Regions from separate parts of the Rattus norvegicus genome. Here regions 1 and 3 are each linked to region 2. Evidence: chromatin contacts called from public Hi-C data. All regions are on one chromosome and are shown on one strand. Each heading gives the region's core, a stretch centred on a gene start, on an enhancer-like site or on the middle of the called end of the contact. The rest is flanking DNA. Distances are from core to core; before and after follow the strand shown. Region 1 overlaps Numb (NUMB, endocytic adaptor protein). Region 2 holds the start of Numb (NUMB, endocytic adaptor protein). Region 3 overlaps Numb (NUMB, endocytic adaptor protein).

Region 1 (5,015 bases), core at 939-3,438, 67 kb after region 2:
GCTTCTGTTTGATATAGGAAAATGAAAAAAAAATTGTCTTAGTTGATATGAAAAAAAGGAAAAAAAGTGGCAGTTTGGTGGTCCTCTCTGCTCCGTCCTACTCAGCTCCCTTTGAGCCCAGATTCAGCTGCAGTTTTCAGAGGTTCCCCTGGTGCCTATGTGATCCTGGCCTGAACTGCCCAACCTGAGGCTCAAGGTCTGGCTCAGCCCTGACTTCCTTCCTGCCTCCACCAGCAGTCTCCCAGAGCTTTTCTTCCAGGTTCAGTCTGCCCCGCCTACCGCCCTTTTTAAAATCTCTTGGGGGTATGGGTGTAGTCATGGAATTCAAGAATGGTCTGAGGCACTGTTCCCCTCCCCCTCACTTCCCCTTTAGTGACCCATAATTTGATGTCCAATGGAGGACAAGGACACCTCTGCCTAATACCTAAGGTGTGTTTTGTTTTGTGAGAATGGATGAGAATTAATTCCTGTTGAGAAGGGAGAGCGCCAGGAACTGCAGACTGTATCTTTCTCTCATCATCCCTGGAGATGAGAGCTTCATCCTAGGCCCTTCCACGGTGACATTTGAGGGATGGAAAGAATCTGTTCCACATCAGAAATAAAACTCAGGATGCAAACTGGAAAGAAAGAAAAAAAGGAAAGAATGGGTAAGACTTTAGAATTAATCCTAGAGCTGCCTCTGTGATTTTGAGTAGGTTTCCCTTGCATTCCACATCTCTGGGTCCATTTTCTACCTTTTCTCTTTTGTTCCTATAAAAACTCCTTCCTAACTGTGCCAGGAAGTTTTGAAACTGAACTTGCTCTTTTATCCCTTCTCCCTTGACCTTTCCTTTTGTTTTACTCCCAGGATCCAGTGGTTAGGCCAAGGAGTATATCTCAGTAGTAATAGTAGTAGACTAGCATGTGCCTGCAAAGCTCGCGTCTGTCATTCTGTGTTGTGTTTAATCAGGGAGAGGATCTCGAAGCTACTCGTTACTCATTGCACTTGCAGCAGAGCCATTTTCTGACAAAGGTTGAAAACCTTTTTTTTTTTTTTGTATTTGTGTCACTAAGAACAATTGTGTAAGACATTTATTATTCTCATTTTGCAGATGAGGAAACTGACACTTGGTGAAGTTACGAAATTTGTCCAAAGTCACACAGCTTGTAAAAGGCACAGCCAAGATTCAGAGCCAGGTCTGTCCAACTTCAAAACTACTAATGAAGGCTTAGACACTTGGAACTAGCAGTGATGCACCAACCTGTGATGGGTTGTATTGGTATTAATAATGTGGGTAATTTTTAATGGTGAGGTTTCTGTCCTTTTTGAGGATTATGAGAAGCAGTGTAGCATAGTAGCTAAGGCTGTGGATTTTGAAGAGAGATAACCTGGATAGAGAGGTTTAAGCTTCTATGTTTACTTGTGTGACATTGGTGAAGCTACTTAGCTGCATACCTGAGGTTCCCTTTCTGTAAAACAGTAATAGTGCTGTTGTTCACCTGATGAGATTGCTGTGAACGTTGGGTAATTTAATACATGTAAGAAACTTCTACTTGTCTACACTACGTATTTTCATCTTTTAACAGCTAGTAAAGAAACAGTCATTATTTTAAATTATCTAACAGGACATTGCTTTGAGCAAAGTTTAGGCTACAGTATACACAAACCAAAATTAAGCTTGTATAAATTAGACCTAGAGAAAAATCACTAATTTGATCAAATTCAGATCTGTTGTGAATCACGTAGCAGTTTCCAGGTCTGACATTTACAGGGACCTTATGTATTGTATTAGTTACTTTCACATCACTGTGATGACAGCACCTGACAGAAACAACTTAGAGAGGGTGGTTTTGGTGCACATCCTTCCCACGTGTGAGGCCGTAATGGCAGGGAAGGCTTGGCAGAGCCTTGAGTTTGTGCATAAGGGAGCGTAGGAGACTGTTTCCTGATTTAAGTCTGTGTTCATAGATTAACTTGGTGCTTGATATAGAGATGCACGTATGTATATGTGTGTGGATGTTTTGGTCATATCCATGCCCTCCCATGATTTTTAAAAGTATTTTCTTATTCTGTGTGTATGTGTCTGAGTGTATGTATGTACACAGTATGTGTACAAGAGCACTTGGAAACCCAAAGAGGCATTAGATGCCCTGGATCTGGTATGGGTAGCAGTGAGTCACCGTGTGCATTCTGGGAATGAATCCAGCTCTCTGGAAGAGCAGCCAGTGCTCTCAACTGCTTTCAACTGCAGAGCCTTTGTCACCCTTCTCATACATTTCTGTCTAGTAGTTTCTGCGCCATATTGTTGGCTCGCTAGTACTCATAAGATTTTTTTTTTAAAAATTGCAGTTTTGCTAATTACTTTGTGTTGTTTTACAGTAAGAAAATTGGCCGGATAATCTAGCCTAAAGTGTTATTAGGAATGCTATTTTCTTCTCATTTTTATGGGCTTTTTTCTATTTATGATTCCTTAAGATAGACACTTAACAACTTTTCTTTCTCCTCCTTTTTTTCTTTCTGTAGTTCTGGGAATTTAACCCAGGTCCTCACACATGCTAGGCAGAAGTATCCTAGTTTTCTTTTCTTTTCTCTTTTTTTTTTTTTTCTTTTCTTTTTTTCGGAGCTGGGGACCGAACCCAGGGCCTTGCGCTTGCTAGGCAAGTGCTCTACCACTGAGCTAAATCCCTAACCCCTAGTTTTATTTTCTAATCTAATTTAAAAGTGGCCATGGCCCATGAGCCTTTTATTATTAATTATATATTTTCAAGTGCAAGGTTTTTATTTTTATCTTTCTGTCATGATCAGCTATAATCTGCATAAATCCATGTGTGGTCTTTTGAAAAGTGTGTATATGTTTATATATACACATGTGTATCTTTCTGTCACATTCTATTTGAATTACAAAACAAGATTCAATTGTCTTCTATAATCCAGAAGAGAGGCATCTGAAGCACAATGATCCAGACAGTCTAAGGCTAGAAGGATGAGCAGGGTGAACAGGCAAAGGAAGACGATCAACAGCAGCTGCTGTGACCGCGGCTTGGTGGCTTCTCCTCATGCTCATGAGGCTTAAATGAAGGACCAGTGATCTATGTCTTTATACTTACAGTGGTTTCTAGAAAACTCACTTAGTGTTGTTAATAGAACAATAGTTTCCTTTTTCTCTTTCTGTTTATACTTTTCCTCCCTGTCTACCTCTTTGTCTTCATAGACTTTAACATCTCTGTAAACTAGGAAGTCCCTCTCATTTTATTTTTGATGATTTTTTTCATAATTAATGAACATTAACACTTTCAGCAGCATTTTTCTTAGTGTAATATAAAATAGTGGTACACTTTGCAGTTTTGATGGTATCTCGTGTTACCAGTTTCTTGAGTCAGAGCCAAGTTTTCTGTCTCATGATCAAGAAGAATGAGGAACAAGGACAGTACAAGAAGGGTAGGCAAGCCAAGGTTATTGAGAAGAATCAGCTCTCTAATGAGTTGCCAAATAATGCTTTTGGAGCAGAGGGTGTTTGTGTCCTAGGAATGGACCAGTTTGGTCCTGTCTGTATACAAATGAGATATTAAGCTAGGATGAATCCGGTTAGTTAATTTATATGTTAAGTGGGTAATTCTGATCAGACAGGCAGGCATTTATAAGCTCAGGAAAGCCCACCCTAAGTTCCATGTCAGGGATAAGAACCAGCAAGTAAAAAGAACAGAGGCTGGTGGTTAACCACTGTCTTGATGGCTAGGGCTTTTGGATTTTGATTCTTTAGCTTACCAATTTGGTCATTCATTTAAAAACCTTGGTGTTCTTGGAGGTGACTATCAGTTCCACCAAGACATAGATTACTGTTTCCCTTGGCTCTGTATCCTGACTGCCTACAAATGAAGGCTGCATTGCTCCTAACTCCTACTACTACATCTGATAAAACACACATTTCTACATATACACTACAGCGTGCTTCTTTACCTCATCCTACTTGAAATGTCTCCTTTTTCCATTGTCACCTTATACTTAAATTATTCAAAACCTCTCAAGGATGAAATGTGTGTGTACACATACACACAGTCGCACTCTGCCTTCCCCCTGCTAGTCGAGTACCATATCCCCTGCCTGAGGATATAGTTCTGTTTTCTTATCCTGACTGTCCTTCCATTCTACACAGTCTTTTGTTGGATACAAGGTATTATTAGCAATTAAGGGAAGTATGTAGGTCTGATAAATCATAATACAGACTGTAATATTTATGTTAGTGACCAGTTAAAGCACTTTGAAAGAAATGGAGAGTTGTGGGATAAAGCCCACACCTTTAATCCCAGCACTTGGAAGACAGAAGTAGTTGGATCTCTGTGAGGCTAGCCTGGGCTACATAAGAATTTCTAGGACAGTCAGAGATACATAATACAGGTATCTTGGGGTTTTTTGGTTGTTTTTTTTTTTCTAAGGAATTGTAAAGGACAGGAGAGATGGCTCAGTGACTGAGTGTGCCCGCTACTTTTACAGTCGACCTGGGTTCAGTTTCCAACACCTAGATGGAGGCTCATAACCATTTGTAGCTCCAGCTCCACTAGGATCCGATGTCATCTTCTGGTTTCTGTGGGAGCCAGGTATGCATGTAGTACACATTACATACATGCAAGCAAGGCATTCATAGACAGAAATTTAAAAATAATTCTAAATTTTTAAATTTAATACCTTTTAAATAGATCTTTTTTTTAAAAAAAAAAAAAACGAATTACAGGGAAAGTTATTTAGAAAGTGGAAATGACCTCATCGATGTCATCAGTCAGTGACATTAAAGGTGAAACTTGGACATATGACAAAGAAATAAGTTCTTGGAAAGTCAAGAAGAAAACATTTTAGGAAAAAGAAACAACAGGTCCCAACTAGAAATACTGGAAATAGCCTTCAGGAAACAAAAGAACTCTATAATGACTGACTTATGGAGATTGCTGGTCCAAGCTAAGAGTCAGGCGGGGGCCGTATGTTAGTGCATGTACATTTACGGAGTATTTAAAACAGCATGCCGTTTAAAGCATCTGAGTCA
Region 2 (4,708 bases), core at 1,392-3,891:
TGCCGGAAAAGTACAACACAGAGCTGGAGGAAAAGCAAAGCTGGGGGGTGGGGGTGGGGGGGGCAGTCACGTTGCCCGCTAACCTTGTGAGTCTAAAACCAAAGCGTGCGCTTTGAACAAGAATCTCTCCCAAACCTCCCGCGTGCTGCACAGGCTAACCCAACAGCCTCTGTTAGTTCAAAGTATGTGTGTTTAAGCGTTCCTTCCTTCAAGTCTTCCTTGTCCTGCTGTTAGCATACGTCTATTTTAAATTTCCTCTTATTTTACAAAGGAGAAAGACGGGAATGGTGGAAGTAGATGGGTAGGCGTGGCCAAAAGCACCCAGGGGGTCAAAAAACCCTGTTTTCAGTAGCTGAGATAAGGAGTGGCTGACCTTTGTGGCAATTATCCACCAACCTTTGTGATAGCAGTCTGAGCCCCTAAACTTAGATGTCGAGTCCCCGTCGTGAGACTGGCCTAATTCTATGTTCCTTATGGCACCTGGTCACTGGCTGTGCAAAGCCGTTATTACCCAAAGTACCATAATAATGGCCGTGCCCTCCAATGACGTCATTGTTTCCTATCTGCTAGGACACTCATTGCCTTCCGACTTGCCGTAAAACTGGTACCACGGCACACCGCCAAGGCTAGTGAGGAGGGGGCTGCTGGCGAAGCATTCAAAAGCTGTGTAAAGGGATGCTGGGATGCTGCATCCTCAGCAGGTACCTTCCTGTCTGCACATTCGCCTCACGTGGGATGTTAGCTTGGGCCTTCCGTCTTCACTTCCATCTTATCGTGGTCAGTGCGTGGTTTTTCCTTCAGTGAAATGATTCAGGCGTCTCTGGAGGAGTTATTTTGGCTTTCCCACTTTCCTTTTATGGATTTTCTGTGAGTCACTGAATCGAATGGGAGGTTATTTCTAAATTGGAAGGTGAGGATGAGAGAAAAAGGGAAGAAGGTTCCAGAAGATAACTAGGGGGGGAAAAACACCCCACTTTATTGTTATGTATAGTTACTGGAGGAATAATTTCTGCTTGGTTTGATGATAGAAATTTGCAGTTTATCTGAGCTCAACTAAAAATACATGTTAGAAAATAGACACCCCCCAACCCCGCCCCATCCCAACTAATAAGCTTCGTAGTTTTAGATCTGGATCTTGCTTTGTAAAGGGCAGAGGGCTAATAAATAGAAGAGATATGGCACGAAGAGTTACAGCAAAAAGGCAGGGGCAAAGTACACAATTTACAAAGTCCACTCCTGGAGCCACAGGAAGGCCTTTATTCCAAGACCTTGTGTTTGAGAACATAGACTTCCTTAAAAAAATCTATTATCGTAGCTTTGCATATTCCGGGTGGAGTTGTGGAGAAGGTATATTTAAACTTGACTTAGAAACTGAGAGAGTAACCAGGCCAGCATTTTCTTATTTCGGAGTAGGAAAAGCGCTGAAAAGGAAAAAGGAAAGCAGAGAGAGCTAATGACGAATGCATTTCTAGGAGCAGAATTTTTATAGCAACACCAGATTTCTCAAAAAATGCCTACTGAGATTTGTACCCAAATGAATAAGAAGTGCAATCATTTATTTTCGTGTATTGTACCAAGTGATGGGGGGAAAAGCCCTGCGATTCATTCAATGGTCCTAATTTAGACTGCTAAGAATAGGAGAGGTAGAAAGAGAGCGAAAGGAGAAAGGGAGAGAGGAGGGACGGACGAGAGAGAGAGAGAGAGAGAGAGAGAGAGAGAGAGAGAGAGAGAGAGAGAGAGAAAGAGAGACACACACACACAGATTGATTGATTGATTGATTAGTATCTGGCAGACAGCTAGTAATACAAGAACTCCTAAACTTAAAACTCAGGTAGTGCTAGGAAGTGATAGTGGGCGCGTGAACTTCTTATTTCCAAAGCACTATAAGGATAAATTGCTGCCCATGTTTTCAAATCTTGATGGTTGTTTGGTCACTTGGCAGACCCAGGAGAGTGGGTCTGGAAGCTGGGAAACTCTTAAAACGACAGACACAATTATAAATATTATTTCTTGACGATATTTATAAATGCAATGGAAACAGACTGCTGCGCTCTGCCCTAACCTTAAGCGTGGAGACTACCGGAAAGAACTTCAGGGAAACTTGAAGAAAACACGAGGGAAATTTTAATCTATGAGATACCTTTCTGTTGAGGAATGGGACCGTTCTTAGACACAACCCCTGAAGTCGTTCCCTCCTTAAGCTGGCAGAGATGTTTCCCCTTTTAGGAAGAGAACCAGAAAAGTAAGAGTTTACTGCGCCAGCCCCACAACAAAGAGTTAACCCTTCCCGGTAACCTCGGACGTGAGCATCTGCCCCTTCTTTGCTTCTACTGCGCAACCAAACTGTGCACGGGGCTTGAACCAACCGCGGCCAGCACACTCCTTGCCTGTTAAGGTAACAGACACTATCAGTAGCCTATCATAACTTCGAACTGCCCAATCATCAACCAATTACAACTAAAGCACGATCTAGGCCGGTCCAGGTCCGGGCGGGGGCGAAGACTCGGTCCAGGAAAAGGGGCGGTAAAGACAGGATGACAGGCAGGAAGAGTCAACCAATCATAGCAGAGAGCCGCCGCCCCTCCAGCCAATGGATAAGTTGGAAGTGTGGGATGGGGCGGGCCTGTTGTCATGGGGGAGGTGGTGGCGCTTGGTGACTACTGGCGGCGGAGGTAGAGTCTGAGGCGCCGGAGTTGTGCAGGGCCAGCGGCAGGTGAGTGCGGGCGCGGCGGGCCTGAGGTGCGGAGGCGGTGGCGGGCCGGAAACTCTAGCTGTGCGCTCCGGAGGCAGAGGCCGGGGGCCAGGGCTGCGGGCCCGGGTGCGTCGGGGTCGGGCGCGGCGGGAGATCGGCCGGGTTCCTGCCGTCGGAGTTCGCGCTGGGAAGGTAGGTTGGCGTGGGACTCCGGCGGGGGCAGGCCGGGAGGTCCCTTGGGCTGCCCAGAGGCAGCCCTGGGTACAGTGACGGGAGCCTGTGTGTGTGCGGCTTCCTGAAGAGACCCGAGCGGCGGGGGTCTGCGAGTGGGGGCGACCCGGAGCAAGTGGCCCCGGGGCCGGAGAGACGAGGGGATACCGGGGTTTCTCGGTGCTCTGGGAGCCTAGGGGGCCGAGAGAACTGGGAGTGGCCCCTGTCGGAGAGTGGTGGGAGGTGAGGAGACCGAGGGTGGCGGGGGTCCGGGGTGACAGGGAATGGAGGAAAGGCGCCGAGTACGGTGCGAACCCCCGTGAGAAGGGCAGCTGTCGGAGGAGGAAGGGTCTGCGGGGTGGAGACCTTGAACGAACTCCTCCGGGGAGGGACCGCGGCGCCCTGCCCCCCACAGCGGGTCTGGGACTGGAGTCTGGACTGAGGGAGGACCCTCAAAGTGACGGCTTCGAGTCGCACGAGTTGGGATTTGAGACTAGGATAAGGGTTCAGCGGCAAAGTGGAAGTTCCCCTTAAGCAAAAAGGGTTGGAGGTAAGAGGGGAAGAGTAATTTCCCTGGAGGAAGGGAGTTAAGAGAGATCTGGGGAAACTTGCCCGGGAGTGGGTGAGTGGTCTTGTAGTCTTGTGGAAGCTGGCCAAGCCAGTGGATCTGAGAATTTAACAATGGTGCAAGTGAGGGCTTCCGAAAACAGGAGAAACTAATTATTACTAATATGCCAAGCTGGACCAGAGACTCCGTCCTTAAAAGCAAGGTTACAGTGTCTTGGAGGCTAGGGCTTTAGAAATAAGTTTTAGGATGACAGCGAAAATACTGGAAAATAAGAACATCAACAGGATGGGGAATTTGAGAGGAAAGGGGAAGGGATAGCCGAACTAAAGGACTTCTGTGACTTGATCAGATAGAGGGTATTCATGAAGCGGATAGGCATGCCCTGCTAAATTGAAAATAACTTAGAATTCTTGTACTATTACTTCTCTGGTAATACTAACAGTTTTTACTGAGAGGGATTTAAATTGTATTTATTTTATTATTCATTCATACGTTTTTCAGAAAGGGTCTTGCTCTGAAGCCCTGGTGAGACCAAGCTCACCTTGAACTTATAGAGATCCCTCTGCCTCTGTCTCCTGAGTGCTGAGACTACAAGTATTCCAAAAAAGTTGTGTGTGTGTGTGTGTTTTTTTTTTTTTTTTATGAATTTGTAGAATTTTTGGAGTGGTGACTGGTGCAGAACTCAGCACTGGTTTGTTACATAGAAAGATCCAAGACTGGAAACACCTTCCTACAGGTTGGTTGGCTCCACCTGAGATTTCCGATCCAGAAGGCCCAGGGGTGGGGTTCAAGAATTTCTCCCAAGCGATGCTTAGTGTTCTTCAAGGGATCATATTCTGAGAACAACTTGCTTTAGTGAAAAGTAGTAGCAGTCAGAACCTTAAAATACTAGAATACCTGCCCATCTTGCTGAAGAGATGAGAGAGAGAACACATCTTATTATAAAGGATACCCCCCCAGTACTGTGGGTGATATTAAATATCTCACACATGCTAGGCATGAGCTCTATAAAAAGTGCTACTCCCCTAACCCAAGAATTTTTTTTTTGAGATCTTAAAAAAATGGAATATTGAACATAAAATAGAATATACTACTTGATAAAGAAAACTCTTGTTTAGGGAAACTTCTTACATATATTTTAAGTCACAGTGTAAAATCTTTGTCTTACAGTCAGAAAAGTTTGACAAACTATTTTGAGTCACAGCATGGGAGAAGCATCCCTTCAATATTAAGGAAT
Region 3 (4,706 bases), core at 1,158-3,657, 110 kb after region 2:
CCTAGGGATACAAAGGAGCACTGGCTTTGATGCTGGCCGGGAGTTAATAATGATACTATGCATGCTACAGCACTGGTATAATCCTGAGTACTTTAGTCACAAAAAACTATTATGGCTTTGGGGTGCTTGCATGTGTTTGTGTGTGTGATATGAGTGCTTAAGTGTTGGTGTTTTTACATTTGTATGAAGGCGCATGTGTGTGTGAGAGTGTTTGGAAGCCCAAAGCCAAAACCACAAATTGTCTTCAGTAGCACTCTATTCTTTTTTTATTTATAACTTTTTAAATTTTAATTTTTGTGTTGTGGGGGTTTTGCCTGCATGTATGGCTATGTGTACCTCGTACCTTCAGAGGCCAGAAAAAAGTGGTATACTCCCTGGAACTGGAGGTACACGTGACTGTGAGCCACCATGTGGGTGCTTGGAATTGAACTCAGGGCCTCTGGAAGAACAGCCAGTGCTCTTCACCACTGAGCCATCTCTCCAGCCCTGTCTACCGTATTCATAAGACAGGGTCTCTCTGTTCAGCCCAGAGCTCACTGACTTGGATAGCCTAACCTGGCTAGCTTGCTTTAAGGATCCCCCTTGTCTCTTCTTTAGTGCTGGAATCCCAAGTGACCCACCATGCCCAGGAGGTTTTCTCATGGGTCCTGAGGATCCAAGCTCCAGGCCTCAGACTTGCAGAGAAAACACTTCACTTGCTGGGCCGTCTCCTCAGCCTCTGAACCACAGGTTTTTTACTAGGTTTACAGTACCAGATATGAACCTCCTCCTTTGGAAGGGGCCCAGAATCCAATTAACAATTAGTTGGTTACCCCCACAATAGCCTTCGCATTGTTGGGCTAGTGGGCACATTTTGCCTAACCAGCCACTGTTGCTGCTTGTAGGGTCACACCTGGGTAACCCTGTGTGACAGTTTCCCCAGAAGCCTACATAGCATCTTGTGCTTTAAAGACGAGGCAACATAATTCTAACTTCATCTCTGTGACCTGTGCCAGACCGTGTGTGTTTGGCAATAGGGTTTGCCATCTAGATGACTCATCATCCTTTTTAAAATTAATTTTCTTTTTTTTAGATTTATTTATTTATTATATACAAGTACACTGTCCATCACTGTCTTCAGACACACCAGAAGAGGGCATCAGATCCCATTACAGATGGTTTTGAGCCACCATGTGGTTGCTGGGAATTGAACTCAGGACCTCTGGCAGAGCAGTCAGTGCTCTTAACCACTGAGCCATCTCTCCAGCCCTAATTTTCATTTTTAATTTGTATACATAGGGGAGGTGTGTGATATGTAAGTGCGGGCGCCTATAAAGTTGAGAAGAGTGTCTAGATCCCCTGGAGCTAGAGTTCCAGGATGTTGTGAACCACCTGATGTGGGTGCTGGGAACCAGACTTAGGTCTCTAGAAGAGCAGCAAATACTCTTCACTGCTGGATCATCTCTGCAGTCCCACACCACCTCTTAAGGACCTTGTGTGAGGACTCCATTGGAGCTGGGTTATTATGTCTTAAGATTATTTATTTACACTGGACAGTGGTGGAGCACTTGGAAGGCAGAGGCAGCAGATCTCTATGAGTTCAAGGCCAGCCTGGTCTATAGAGCAAGTTCCAGGACAGCCAGGGCTACACAGAGAAACCTTGTCTTGAACCTCCTCGCCAAAAAAAAAGATTTATTTACTTATTTTATGGGTGTTTTGCCTGGTTGTGTGTCTGCATACTAGAAGAGGGCACTGGGATCCCATGGGACTAGAGCTACTGTTGGCTGTGAGCCGCCATGTAGATGCTGGGAATTGTGTTTTAATGGTGGATAAGACAAGCAGGCTTTGTTAAACCTTCACCTGTTAGAATATATTAGATTCAAACATGGGAACGTGGATGAGTTGAAGAATAAGAGGGCTTCTGAGGAGCTCTGTGAACTCAGGATATTTGAAGGTCATTGCTGAGGTCTAAGGTCTTTTTCTTTGGTTTTCTCGAGCTGAGACAGATAAGACCGTTGGTCCATCAGTGGCTCCTGGCAACAGTGCTCCATCGCCGTCCTCTCCCACCTCCCCAACTCTGGATCCCACTGCTTCTTTAGAGATGAACAATCCTCATGCTATCCCACGCCGGCATGCACCAATTGAACAGCTTGCTCGCCAAGGCTCTTTCCGGGGATTTCCTGCTCTTAGCCAGAAGATGTCACCCTTTAAACGCCAGCTGTCCCTACGCATCAATGAGCTGCCTTCCACTATGCAGAGGAAGACTGATTTCCCAATAAAAAACACAGGTAATGTGTTCTAGCTCCGTCAGAAACAATACTAATCTCTCTAAGTTACTCACGCCTGTCTCTCTGAAGCTGTCACAGTGTGTGTCATTTCATATGACAGCAAACTAGGGCCATGAATAATTAATTTCTCTTCCATAAGTAGTGACAGAGCCACAATGGAATTTCTAGCCTAAGTCACAAAGTCTGTGGTTTGTCCTGATGTAGATGTACTGTCTCTCAACCAGCCTATTTCTGTACATAAAGGGCTCCAAATCTCCATTCTTACTGTGCTCATAGGACCCCAGAGAATTAAATAGGCTTTAGAAACATTTACAGGTTAATAGCAGCACTGTCAAAGGAACAGAAGAAATGGATAAGTGTTCTTGTATCTGTGGGAGGTTGGCTTCATAGGAAGAAACTAAATGGTCTCATATAGAGATCTAAGGTCTATCCATCAGCAGGAGGTGGTTGCTCACACTTATTCATGGCCGCTGTGTGTCTGTGTGTCTGCAGTTCATACGAGCTACAGCTAAAGTGTTAGGTCTGGTTGGTGCTTTACCAGCCCTGCCATCCTTCCTTCCCTCTGAAGTGTGTCACGCACGCTGTCTCCTTAAGTGACCAGGACGAAGCTGTAGATCAGTAGGCACTCCTACTGACAGCACTGTGCGAGCACAGAAAAGACGGACCTCTGCGCAGTAAAACTAAGCATAAAGAACAGTTGGAGTTAGGTGGTCATGGCAAGTCTTTTCAGCTTTCAGCACCCTCAAAACAAACTCCAGGTGCTTCAAGTACCTCTTTGCAGTCTCCCTCTGGGGCAGATGAGGCACAAAATCTTTCTCTTTTCACAGATCAGCAAAGGCTCAGTACACATAAATTGTTTGCTCAGTAATGAGGAAATGTTCTCAGAGGCCCGCCCTGCCTCTACCTTCCCCTTTTCCCCTCCCCCAGGATCTGAAATTACTTGAACCCAAACTCTGGGCCAAAGCAGTCTTTCTGCTTGGCTTTCCAGAATTAGTATTAAGAGAGTCTTTGGGCTGGAGAGATGGCTCAGCGGTTAAGAGCACCCAATTGCTCTTCCAGAGGTCATGAGTTCAATTCCCAGCAACCACATGGTGGCTCACAACCATCTGTAAAGAGATCTGATGCCCTCTTCTGGTGTGTCTGAAGACAGCAATAGTGTACTTATATATAATAAATGAATAAATCTTTAAAAAAAAAAAAAGAGTCTTTAGCGTCCTACATTTCTTTTTTTTTTTTTTTAATTTTTATTTATAGGAGTACACTGTCGCTGTCCTCAGACACACCAGAAGAGGGCATCAGATCTCATTACAGATGGTTGTGAGCCACCATGTGGTCGCTGGGATTTGAACTCAGGGCCTACTGGAAGAGCAGTTGGTGCTCTTAACCACTGAGCCATCTCTCCAGCCCTAGCGTCCTACATTTCTACTATAAACTTTAAAGATGAGAGTGCCAGGCAATAGTGTCACAGGCCTTTAATCCCAGCACTTGCAAGGCAGAGGCAGGACAATCTCTGAGTTTGAGACCAGCCAGGTCTACAGGGACAGGATAGCCAGAGTTATAGAGAGACCCTTTCTTGAAACACCCCTGCCCTCCAAAAAAAGAAAAGAAAATGAGAATGTTAACATGCCCTAATTTATTCAGAGAAAAGCTTTTGTATCTAGACTTAACCCTATTTTTCTGAAAAAAAAAAAATGTTTATCAGCTCTAGAACTTGATTGGGTTGTAGCTTCTGGGAACGGGTTGACCCAGCTGTACAAAAGGCCTCACATAAAAAACCCGACAATGTCTCAAGAAGAAGTAAATTAGGGATTTGCAGAGAAAGGCATCTTAGTGCATGAGTTATTGATGTTTTCTACTTTCCGGTCTGAAAGTTGAGGTGTTAATTAATTTACTGAAGCTGATCGTGTAGCCTGACAGTTGAGACTCGTCCTTCTGCAGGGACAAGAGTTAAAGTGAGAAATGGCTGCCTGCACCGTACTGTCATAGCTTAGGACTCCTCCATTTTCTGTCCAGAACCATTTCCTGTTTGCCTTGCAGTGCCTGAGGTGGAAGGAGAGGCAGAAAGCATCAGCTCCCTGTGCTCCCAGATCACCAGTGCCTTCAGCACACCCTGTGAGGACCCCTTCTCCTCTGCCCCAATGACCAAACCAGTGACATTAGTGGCACCACAGTCTCCTGTGTTACAAGGTTAGTGACCTCTGGCTTGAGTTTTTCTCTTTAAACTAACCCTGTTAGCATGTGTCTCATGAGCTGGAAGTCGGCCTCCCTGGCTTGCCATTACCCCTCCTTCCTGTCAGCCACAACTTTGGGCTTTTGTTCTCTGTCTAAGCTGTCCATTTTTCATCACTTGGCATGTGTACATCTGTCTGTCCACGCGTCTGGGAGTCTCTGTAGCCTCAGTCCACTGCTTTATTTGCCTCTTGACCTAAGGGACAGAAC

Evidence for each region. Hi-C and Micro-C count contacts between places; a contact is called where the count stands out from the background.
Region 1: a contact with region 2 is called in a Hi-C map of prefrontal cortex, with 2.1 times the contacts expected there. The contact joins the enhancer-like site here to the promoter of Numb in region 2. A contact is called at or near these places in 4 of 12 Hi-C or Micro-C datasets (frontal cortex, kidney, liver and 1 more).
Region 3: a Hi-C map of Schwann cells shows a contact between it and region 2, with 3 times the contacts expected there. The contact joins the enhancer-like site here to the promoter of Numb in region 2. A contact is called at or near these places in 4 of 12 Hi-C or Micro-C datasets (the A7r5 cell line, Schwann cells, hepatocytes and 1 more).

What each region holds. Positions count from the first base shown.
Region 1 is chr6:109,214,379-109,219,393 of GRCr8, reverse strand. The region is part of intron 2 of Numb (NUMB, endocytic adaptor protein); the gene reads left to right. Among named protein-coding and RNA genes, the nearest start is that of Numb, 68 kb to the left of the region's middle. Within about 2 kb of position 2,188, at least 24 of the 93 cell types and tissues checked have an H3K27ac peak or open chromatin away from gene starts, as enhancers often do. A contact at or near this core is called in prefrontal cortex, where this site is marked.
Region 2 is chr6:109,282,396-109,287,103 of GRCr8, reverse strand. Numb (NUMB, endocytic adaptor protein) reads left to right here and starts at 2,641. Exons shown (of 11, transcript NM_001411956.1): 1 at 2,641-2,714. It overlaps LOC134479228 (a long non-coding RNA gene), which reads right to left and starts at 2,431. Exons shown (of 3, transcript XR_010052280.1): 1 at 2,142-2,431; 2 at 397-1,421.
Region 3 is chr6:109,167,477-109,172,182 of GRCr8, reverse strand. Numb (NUMB, endocytic adaptor protein) reads left to right here. Exons shown (of 11, transcript NM_001411956.1): 9 at 1,977-2,267; 10 at 4,305-4,454. Among named protein-coding and RNA genes, the nearest start is that of Papln, 41 kb to the right of the region's middle. Within about 2 kb of position 2,407, at least 6 of the 93 cell types and tissues checked have an H3K27ac peak or open chromatin away from gene starts, as enhancers often do. A contact at or near this core is called in Schwann cells, where this site is marked.